2 separate regions of the Mus musculus genome follow, and region 2 is linked to region 1. The links are chromatin contacts, called in public HiChIP or PLAC-seq maps. All regions are on one chromosome and are shown on one strand. Each heading gives the region's core, a stretch centred on a gene start, on an enhancer-like site or on the middle of the called end of the contact. The rest is flanking DNA. Distances are from core to core; before and after follow the strand shown.

Evidence for each region. HiChIP or PLAC-seq counts read pairs in DNA pulled down with a chosen protein or histone mark.
Region 2: a contact with region 1 is called in a PDX1 HiChIP or PLAC-seq map of a beta-TC-6 cell line, with 7 times the contacts expected there. The contact joins two enhancer-like sites. A contact is called at or near these places in 2 of 115 datasets of contacts at active chromatin or transcription factors (a beta-TC-6 cell line and embryonic stem cells).

What each region holds. Positions count from the first base shown.
Region 1 is chr7:116,679,201-116,684,208 of GRCm38.p6, forward strand. No RefSeq gene overlaps it. Among named protein-coding and RNA genes, the nearest start is that of Gm46018, 24 kb to the left of the region's middle. Within about 2 kb of position 2,286, at least 7 of the 459 cell types and tissues checked have an H3K27ac peak or open chromatin away from gene starts, as enhancers often do.
Region 2 is chr7:117,045,637-117,050,644 of GRCm38.p6, forward strand. No RefSeq gene overlaps it. Among named protein-coding and RNA genes, the nearest start is that of Gm26054, 95 kb to the left of the region's middle. Within about 2 kb of position 3,000, at least 3 of the 459 cell types and tissues checked have an H3K27ac peak or open chromatin away from gene starts, as enhancers often do.

The DNA of each region.
Region 1 (5,008 bases), core at 1,036-3,535:
GTATTTAAAGGTCCTGACCCAAGGTCTGGTTAAAAAAAAAAAAAGATACCAAACTGAGGGCTAGGGAGATGGCTCAGTAGGTAAGGCATTTGCTGCGTAAGTCGGAGAACCTGAGTTTAATCTCCAGAGACCATGTAAAGCTGGTGCAGGGTGGGGCTCCTTTGTAACCCCAGCACTCCTTTGGTGAGATGGGAGGTAGAGACAAGAGAGATCCTGGAACCTCATAGGCCAGCTAAACCTGTGTACACAGTGATAACAAAGAGTCCTTACCTCAAACGAAGTGAAAGGCAAAGGCCAACACCCAGGCTGCCCTCTGACTTTCATATGTGCACTGTGGTATGCATAGCCCCATACATTCGCACTTCTCTCCATCCCCAAAGGTGAGACATGAAAGTGAATTAGTAAATTCTTTCTTTTCATTCTTTGCTTCTTCTTCGTTTCTTTCTTTCTTTCTTTTTTTTTCTTTTTTATGGCACTGGGTAGAGAACACAGGGCTTTGTGCATATCTTTCAACTGTTCTACCACTGAGCTCTGTGTCTAGCCCCACGTAATCTTCCTTTCCAGGTTTAAACTTCTGATCATGTGTCAGCCGCCAGCTGTGCAAGGCTGGACATAGTCTGCCCCTGTAACTCTTTGGATTCATCTCATGCCTTTCTGTTGCCATGCTTTCTTGTGACTTCCTTCAGCTCATGGCTAACTTCCTGCCAGTGCTTGTGTCCACAGAGCCCTTGCCTGTTTCTGGATCTGGCAGTTCTATTTCTGTGCATAATGGGTTCTCACCATCACATCTCGGAGAAAGTTTCTTGCCAGTTGTGATTGGCAGGATGATGGCTTTCTGAGATGTCTGTACCCTAATGTATGGAGCGTGTAAAGAGTTCAGCAATAGAGCAAAGGGCATGTATGTAGGTGGTGTTATTGTCTCCTAACTTGAAAACAGGACAATTAGCTTGGAATATCTGCTTGCAATCAGTCCAAAAGCCTGAAAGGTAAAATATGGAAGCTGAAGTGATTCAGAGAAAGAAGTCTGGAGAAGCAGGGCCAGAGAGAGGACCTGTTGCTGCCTTTGAAGATGGAGGGGAGGGGGGTCACACAAAGGCAGCTTCTTGAGACTGAAAAGAGTGAAAACACAGATTCTCGTCTAGATCTTTGGGAAGGTGCAACTGGATAATAAATTGAGTTTTGTCCAGTGACTTGATTTTAGCCTGGTAATTTTAGCCACCTCTGACGTCCAAAGTCTAACCTGTGAAATTACACATGCATGCTTTGTAAGCTGCTGAGTCTAAGGTAAGGTGGAACTGTAGGAAACTTAGCCCACAGGACAGCCTGGCTTCTCATACTCTTCCTTTAAGATTGATGTCTTGTAGTCCAGGCTGCCCTCCAACTCGATGTATAACTAGGATGATCTTGAACTCCCAGTTCCCATGAACACAGTGTTGGTGATGGAACCTGAGTTCTCTAGATGGCAGGCAAGGGCTACTCACAGAGCTATGTCCACAGCCCCACCTGCCTTTGTAAACCCCTCCCCCCCACACACACCCATTTGCAGTGATCTCATCTGTCCACTTGATCTGTGGCCACAGGGCCTTTCCATGGTGACAGAATGCCCACTCAGCTCACCAGTTAACCTGTTAGTGTCTGGGCTATCTGGTGCATGCTCAGCAAATACTTATCGAATGCATAAACGAACAAAAGAGAACAAATGGAAATTTCAAAGCTCATTTCCCTCATCCGCAGGGTTTCTTGTTTTGACAGGCTGTTTAGAATTTCTGAGTGCACACATGGACACGGGAGGATGAATTGGTGAGAGACCACACGGCAGATTAGTGGGACACACAAACCAAGAATTCTGGCTACCGACAGAGCCAAGTCCTAAAATCCAAGTTAGTTTTTTTATTTTTATTTTTATTTTTTTGGAGGATTTGGAAACTCAGACTCAGACGCACAGGTGCTGTGGCCACAGACAATTTTCAGGAGTCAGAGTCAGTTTCTCCCTCCCACCATGTGGGTTCTGGGAATTCAGCTTCCAGGCTTGATGGTGGGCACCTTTACCTGCTGAGTCATCTTGCCAGCTCGCCAGCCTATAATTAATGGGCTGTAAATCTATAGTGACCAGCGGGAGGTGGGGGTGAGTGTCCCTATCCCATGTGTGGCTTTGAAAGCTTAGATGGGACACTTGAAGTTTTTAACAGCCTGCAACAGTTCAGCTCCCTCACCACGAGACCCGGCCCTCTGCAGTCGCTGGAGTGTGTGTTTGTTTAATTAGGGCACCGAGTAGAGCCTCATCCGGTGGCAGATGTTGCCATGTGTAATGTAATAAATAAAAGTCTTTATAGGACCCAGCAGGCAGCAGAGCCTTCGGTTAGCAGATGGCAAAATATTAAGCTGGCAGAGCAATAACTTAACTGCCTGAATCAGCTGGTCCCTGCCCAGATTTGCTCTGACATGAATCAACTTCATATAGGAAATGTCACTCTGCCTCAGCCATGGTACTCTCACCTGCCCTCCCTCCTCTTCCCAGAAAGGCCTGGTTCTTGTCTTGGTATTCCATTATTAAAATCAGCTTGCTGGGCATGAAACCTCGTAGCCTCATTAGGGGGTCGATGAGAGGTGCACGCTGGACTTCACTGTAGGCTTCTTCTGGGTTAGGGGAAGGGGTGTCATGAGTATGCAGTTGCCTTCCAGGCCCAAGTTAGCCAGACAGTGGGTAGCCTGGCTCCTGGGCCCTCATGGTATTTGATGTCCATCCCACTTGGCTGCAGAAATCCTCTTGTTGGGGGGACAGACAGGATGTCTGCTAGCCTAGGGGTTCCCAGGGAGGAGGAAAAAGAGGCCTTTTACTCTGAAAGCACAGAGCTTGGAAAGAGACCGAGTGCCATCCATAATGTTGCCCAAGGGGCAGAGAGAGGCTGATGAGAACTGGCTTACCAAATGCCAACTGTGCTGATGTCTGTGTTTGTGTGGCTCAGGATGGTTAGGGCCATGCAGGGCTCCTTGATGAGGATCCCCAGGGCCAGGAGCTTCTGTCTTCTCCATAACCCTACAGAGCAGTATCCACAACCCCACCCCTGGCACCACCAATGCACCTGTGCTGTCCCGAGACCCTGCTGTTCATTCTTGTGGAACTCTTTCAGTTTTAAACATTAAATTCATTTCCACATGGAGTAACTAAAGTTCTGAGAGTTGATTTAGCACTACACAACTAGGAGATGCCAGAGCTGAGATGGAACCCAAGGCTGCCTGACTGGAGGTAGCAATTAAATTAGCTCAGGGACTTAAGAGTAGAGTTAGGCAGAAAATGGTAGAAATACCACCTAGAAATGAGGGGTAGGACTGGCCCAGGAGAGAGACTATGGCAGTTGTAGTTTCTGAAATAACCATGCTTGAGGAAACTCTTTGATCAGCACTAGAGGGATGCTGTCTGGACTTACCCAGGCTCATTTGGTTGGTAAGAATTGGGGTATGGTTTGAAGTAGAACACATCTAACCAATGCTCTTCACAGAGTCTTCCCAAAGGCTCTTTGAACAGGGGTTTTAAGTGTAAGGAACAGCGTAAGCAGAGCTGGAGAGACAGGTCAGCAGCAAGTAGTTATGATGTGCTTGGACCCTAGAACCCTAGTAAATGCTGTGTGGACATAGCAGCTTCCCTGTATATTCAGCCTTTGAAGGCAGAGCCAGGACCCCCAGAGCTAGCAGGGCTGGCCATATCCAAAAGCTCTGGGTTTGTTTGAGAGACCTTGCCTCAATGAATAAGGTGAAAAAGCAGTTGAGGAAGATTCCACACATCCACCTGGGTGTCCATGCACACATGATGTGCCTATACATATGCGAACATTCATATACACATATGCATCCCACTATCCTACAGAAATGGGAAAAGGAAAAAGAAGAATGCAAATGCCATCGAAGGAAGTGCTTCTAGGAGGGGAATGGCACCATCAAGGTGTGGACAGTGTGGATGAAAGGGTGTGTGCATGTGCATCTGTGTGCAGATGTGCATGTAGACGAGTATTGTGTGACACTACTTCTGGGAAGATGTGAACAAATGTCTACTCACACCAGATAGGGAAACAATGACATACTAAAGTATAGATTCCATCAAAGTCCAGTTGATGAATAAATTTTATCACTGCTACTTATAGGAATATGTTTACGGGATCAACAGATTTGCGATTACCTTTTCTAGGTAGTTTCATTGGTCTGAGCCTCTTCTAGATATCTTGTCTAGTCTCTGTTTCTTTCAGGCAGTTCAGCTTGTCTGAGAGTGACTCACATCAGTGTTTAGTTCTTATATACATGCTCTTGGGGAGGGAGGAGGCTAATGAATCTGGTCAGTATCAGGGACTTCCTGAAGTCTTTGTGTTGTTTACTTCTTGAGCTTAAGGAACTTTCCTGCAGGATGGAGTATCTGTCTTCCCTTTAGAACATGCCCCTGGTTTACCTCACCTCCCCCCACTTTTTTTTAACAACCTCTGCTTTAACAAGCTTTCCTCCAAGACAGAAGATTTAATCTTGGAAGAAACTGCTATTCAACAATAGGGGAATGAGGCTGGCTGTTAGAGACAGAGTCTTGAATGCTATGCCGAATGAAGCTGGGTTTCTTTTCAAGCAAAAATGAATTGTTAAAGGTGTTGGGAGGCAGCACTAAGCTAAGGCAGACAAAGTTTGCTTTAGATCCTGGTGTCAGGTGACTCTTGCCTTCATGTTCCCTGACATCTTTGGGGAAAATGTCAATGAAGGTGCTTTTGGGCACCAAGGTCAGGATAATGAGGATTTGAGGGAGTCCTTTGTGAAACTTAGATTTCCTTCTGATTTTGCCATCTGCAGTGATAGAACCCTTGACCAGAGAGAAGGCTGGGTGCTGCTGTTCGCCTGGGCCTTGGTTCCCAGCATCTAGAAGCTTTCCATCTGATTTCTGTGTGTATTGCATTTCCAGAGCCCATGGATAGACAAATCCCTATGTGTAGACTTCTGAAATAAAGGCCCCTGGACTATCAGCTTAGTCTTCTAA
Region 2 (5,008 bases), core at 1,750-4,249, 370 kb after region 1:
CTGTGCCTCCATGCCTTGGTGGTTGCTGTTCATGAATCTCCAATGCCTCTGCCGAAACCTACGTTCAAGGTTCATGAAATTTTCAAGCCTAGCTTTAGGTTTTGTTTTCTCTAACTCCCTCTTCTATATCCCTCCTTTGTGTGATTGTGCTTATTGTGCGCCAGCCCTAGGAGTGTGGTGTGTAACTGATTTGCATCAGTTTTCCTGTTAGGCCCCTAAGGGGCTCGAAGGCAAGGGTCACATCTTATTTATCTATAACAGCCCAGGCCTGAACACTGTGATGGGCACATGCTAAATGTGCAATAAGTATATACTACTATATATATTACAAATGCCAACCCTAGAATGTGCTTATTCTTCTGCCTTCAAGTGTGATTTTATTTAGATGTCCCCAAATACACACCTGTAAGCATATTTAGACTGAGAATCTGTAAAGAATGATGCTGAATTAGCACACTTCTGTGAAATGAAAGAACAGAAAGAAAGTTTGCGTGGTGGTGCATACCAGCCAGGACAGCCTACTCAGTAAGGTCCAGGCCAATGAGAGACCCTGTCCATAGTTTTCCCTCCAAATGCTTTTCCTAATAGTCCCACATGTTTTGCTGTCTTTATCCTCTTCTGAAACTTATTTTATCTGTTATAAATTTGCAGGTGAGAAACACTTTCAATTTCATTTTATTTGGAAATGTCTTGATTTTTATTTTATGGAAGAAGATTACATTTAATGAACAGGAGAGAGAGAGAGAGAGAGAGAGAGAGAGAGAGAGAGAGAGAGAGAGAGAGAGAGAGAGAGAAGCCCTGTCCCAAATAACAGGAGGGAAATACTTGAAGAACAACATCTACAGATGGCCCATGTTCTTCCACATACATTGCTCACATGTACATGCACCTTCACACACATGAACATACATATATCTGTGTGGACATCAGCCCAGCTTAACAAAGCAAGACCCTGCCTCAAAACAAAACAATTCTAGTAGCCTCACACGGAAGTCTGCCTCTTGCTTCTTACTGGTTGTACAGCATTGGACAAGATAGTTTCTCTGAGCCTGAATTTTTTTCATTTGTGTCACAACATTACAATATACAATGGTAGCTATGTCTTACTATGAGATCAGGTGGGCCACATAAGGCTGAATTGCCAGGACAGTCTGAAGAGGAAGGTGTTGCACTACAATCCACAGCCCCAAGGGAGGATGCTTGAGTCTTACTCAGAAGGAGAAATAAAATAGATATTGTAGGTGAATAGAGGGAGGGAACTGGGTGAGAGATGGAATGGGGGGGGGGAACAGAGTGGGGGATCAGGTGTAGAGAGAGCAGGGGTGGAGAGAGAAGAGAAATTGGTATCAGGCAGTGGGTGCTTCTCTGGGACTTGCCAGAGACCTGCGACCAGGGGGAGACCCCAGGAAGTCTATAGAGGTGACTCTAGCTGAGACTCCCATCAGTGGGGGATATGGAGCCTGAAGTGGGCACCTCCTGTAGCCAGGCAGGACCCTGGCTGAGTGGATGAATAAGGACATCAACCTACCCACAATACTTTAAACCCAAACTTTGTCCTGTCTATAAGAAATGCAGGGACAGGGATGGATCAGAGACTGGGGAAATGGTGAACAAGTAACTAGACCAAATTGAGACCCATCCTGTGGTCAAGCACTAATCCCTGACACTATTAATGATAATCTGTTATCCTTGCAGACAAAAGCCTAGCATAACTGTCTTCTGAGAGGCTCTACCCAACAACTGATGGAAAGAGATGCAGAGACCCACAGCCAAACATTAGATGGAACTTAGGGAGCCTTGTGGAAGAGTCAGGAGAAAGATTGAGGGACCCTGAGGGGATAGGGTCTCCACAAGAAGACCAACAGGTTCAACTAATCTGGACACTTATGGGGTTCACCAGAGACTGAACTACCAACCAAAGAGCAAGCATAGGATGGACCCATGTCCCCTCATATATGTAGCAGATATGCAGCTTGGTGTTCATGTGGGTGTCCCAACAACTGGAGTCGGGGTTGTTCCAGAATCTGTTGCCTGCCTCTGGATCTTGTTCCCCTAACTGGACTACCTTATCTGACCTTAGTGGAAGAGGATGTGCCTAGTCCTGCAGTGACTTGATGTGCAAAGGTGGGATGTGATATCTAGGGAGGCCTCTCCCTCCTCAGAGGAAAGGGAAGAGGGGCATGAGGAAAGATTACCAGAAGGAAGGGGCCTGTGATCAGGAGGCAAAGTGAATAAATAAACTAATTAATGAAAATATGAGATAGGTGTTGCATTTATCTTCATTCTAGGACCAAAAAGTCATGGCACTGGAATAACTCAAGGAGACACAGAGGTGACCCATGAGCATCAGTGGACAGTTCTGTATCCAGAGCTTATCACACTGCTGGTCCCTTAGGCCTGGTTCCACGCTCCTTCCTCTGAGAATCTGTAGATTGCTCCCAAATTTTTACTAGTCCCCAAAGCAAGCCCTGAGAGGACCTTCTAGGTGGCTGTCAGCAGGACATGAATGAGTAGTTTATTATATCCCACCTCCCCTCCTTATGCCCAACCTTGAGAAGAGACCTGGGATCGTCTTTGAGCATGATAGCAGATTGACAATCCTTCTAGTTAGTAATTAGGACATGGTAATGTGCCCTGCTGGCAATTAGTGTGTTAATGTAGCGTGGACTGAATCACTTAGAGTGATCGAAAGGTATGGCAAGCTCAGAACATTAATGTCAGAGTCGGAAGCTTCTGGGAGGTGGTGTTAGGGGATGAGGGGAAGGCTGGAACATTGGAGTTGGGGATGCCAGATTTGTGGCTTGTCTGTACTACTGTTTGAGCTTGGTCTTGGATAAGTCATCTCTGGACTTGAGAGGTAAACATAAGGGGTCTGGTTTTGAGGTGTGAACAGATGAGGAAGAAGAGAAGAGAAGATGGTGATCATGCAGGCTTTGGCTGATGAAGGGCTGAAGCTTATTTGCCCCTGTGCCTGCTGTAAGGAAGCTCTGTGAGTGGAATCATTTAACCAAGCAGGGCTCAGCTGTTCTGTGGAAAGGGACCAACCCAGAACTTAGCTGTTTAGCTACATAATGTGTGTCAGCATCAAGGCAAGCTACTTGAAAGGAAGAAAGGTTTATCTTGGGTCTCAGCATCTGAGGTTTTGGTAAATGGTCACTTGGCTCTGTTGGTTCTGTGTGATGAGAGACCAAGCATCCTGGTGGAAGGTGGAATCTAGCTGCTCACCATATGGTGACAAAGGTGAGAAGAGAGCAGGTTGTGGAAGGGATGGAGGAAAAATATGCCCTTTGAGGGCACATCTCAGTAATCTATAGCCTTCTAACTCCTAGAATTCCTACCTTGTTCCTGTTATATAAGACTCATAGGTCAATGGTTTAGCCCATCAATGTGATCACAGTCATCATGGCTCAATCACCTCCCATAGTACCATCTCTAAACAATGGAGCACTGGAGACTCTGATCTCCCCCCTCCTCTCCCTCTCTCCCTCCCTTCCCCCTCCCTCCCTCTCTCCCTCCCTCCCTCCCTCCCTCCCTCCCCCTCCCCATCTCCTTCTATCTCTGCCTCTATCTCTCTTCCTCTCTCCTTCTTCTTCTTCCCTTTCCCTCTCCCCCTCTGTGTGTATTCAATCTATTAGTTTTATTCTTCTAAAGAACCCTACTAACACAGAGAGACTGTGCCCTCAATACATGAACATTTGCAGGGAACTTCACATCTATACTGTGTCCTTCCCCCAGCCTTGAATAGGCTAAACAAACCTGGCTGGAGTCAGCACCAGGCCTCACCACATTTGCATTTCCCTACCAGATCCTTGAGGAGTTGACCTCCTGCTGAGTTTGCTTTGCAACTCAATTCAGCTTAAACAAAAGGATGGGTCTGTGGGGTTTGCCTATATAAATGCAGAGCTGAAAATTAAACTTTGAGCCTTGATCAGAAATCTTTGTCTTGGCTTCATCCTTCTCTTTCCTGCCTGTCCTTTTTCATTCCCAGCATCCCTTTCAGGTATACCCAGTTCTCCATGGCTGCTGGACAGCTACACTATACCACAACCATGATGAGGCTTGTGGCAGAGACTCTTCTGAGCAAGAGGAGGTTGCCATGACCAGGCCAGAGTCCATTTATATATATATACAATTCCATTTGTTCTTTCCCTCCCATTTCAATTATCCTTGTTTTTCTTACAAAGGCATTGGGTTTTCCAATGCTTCTGAGTGGGCATACTGATTTATGCTGCTGGGGATTTGATGAACTGGAATTTCATTCAGAATCTTGGATACCAGCACTCTAGATCTTAGTCTCTCACCCTACTATTTTATGGAAACTACAGGGACCTCTCCACCTCTGAGATCCAAGACTTTTCTGAAGCACTGAACCTTAAAGGAAATTCTTTGATTCTTTGCTAGAATAAACAAACAAGCAAACAAACACTATGAAATTGGCTTCATAGGTCAAGTTGTAACTATTGTTACCGAATGCCACTGCCAGAATTCAACAGTATATCAGGGCAGTACAGTTCAGCTAGGCTTACCTTGGTTTCACCTAAAAGATACTCATTCTGCAAAGACACATGCTTACCCCTGTTTATTGCTGCTGTGTCATAATTACTAAGATATGGAACCAGCCTAGATGTTCATAACACGATAAAAGAATGAAGAAAATGTGGCTCACAGTGGAGTGCTAGTTAGCCACAAATAACAAAATTATGTCATTTTCAGGGAAATGGATGGAATTGGAGATTGTTATGTTAAGTAAATTAAATCAAACTAACAAAAACAAATATTACACTCCCCGTGGCCTAAAAGTAGAAGCAGGGCTGTTTGAGAAGATGAAAGAAAGGGAACAGAGTACAAAGAGGATAATGGGGGATAGATGTGGTCATAATCTCATAGCAGCACACAGAAGGTTAAAAATCAGGGTGGAAAGAGGTTGTGTTGACTTCCCTATCCTGGCCCTAGAGAGATGAGAAATAAGGCAAACATTAGGTAGGTGTGTGATTCTGAGTACACTGAG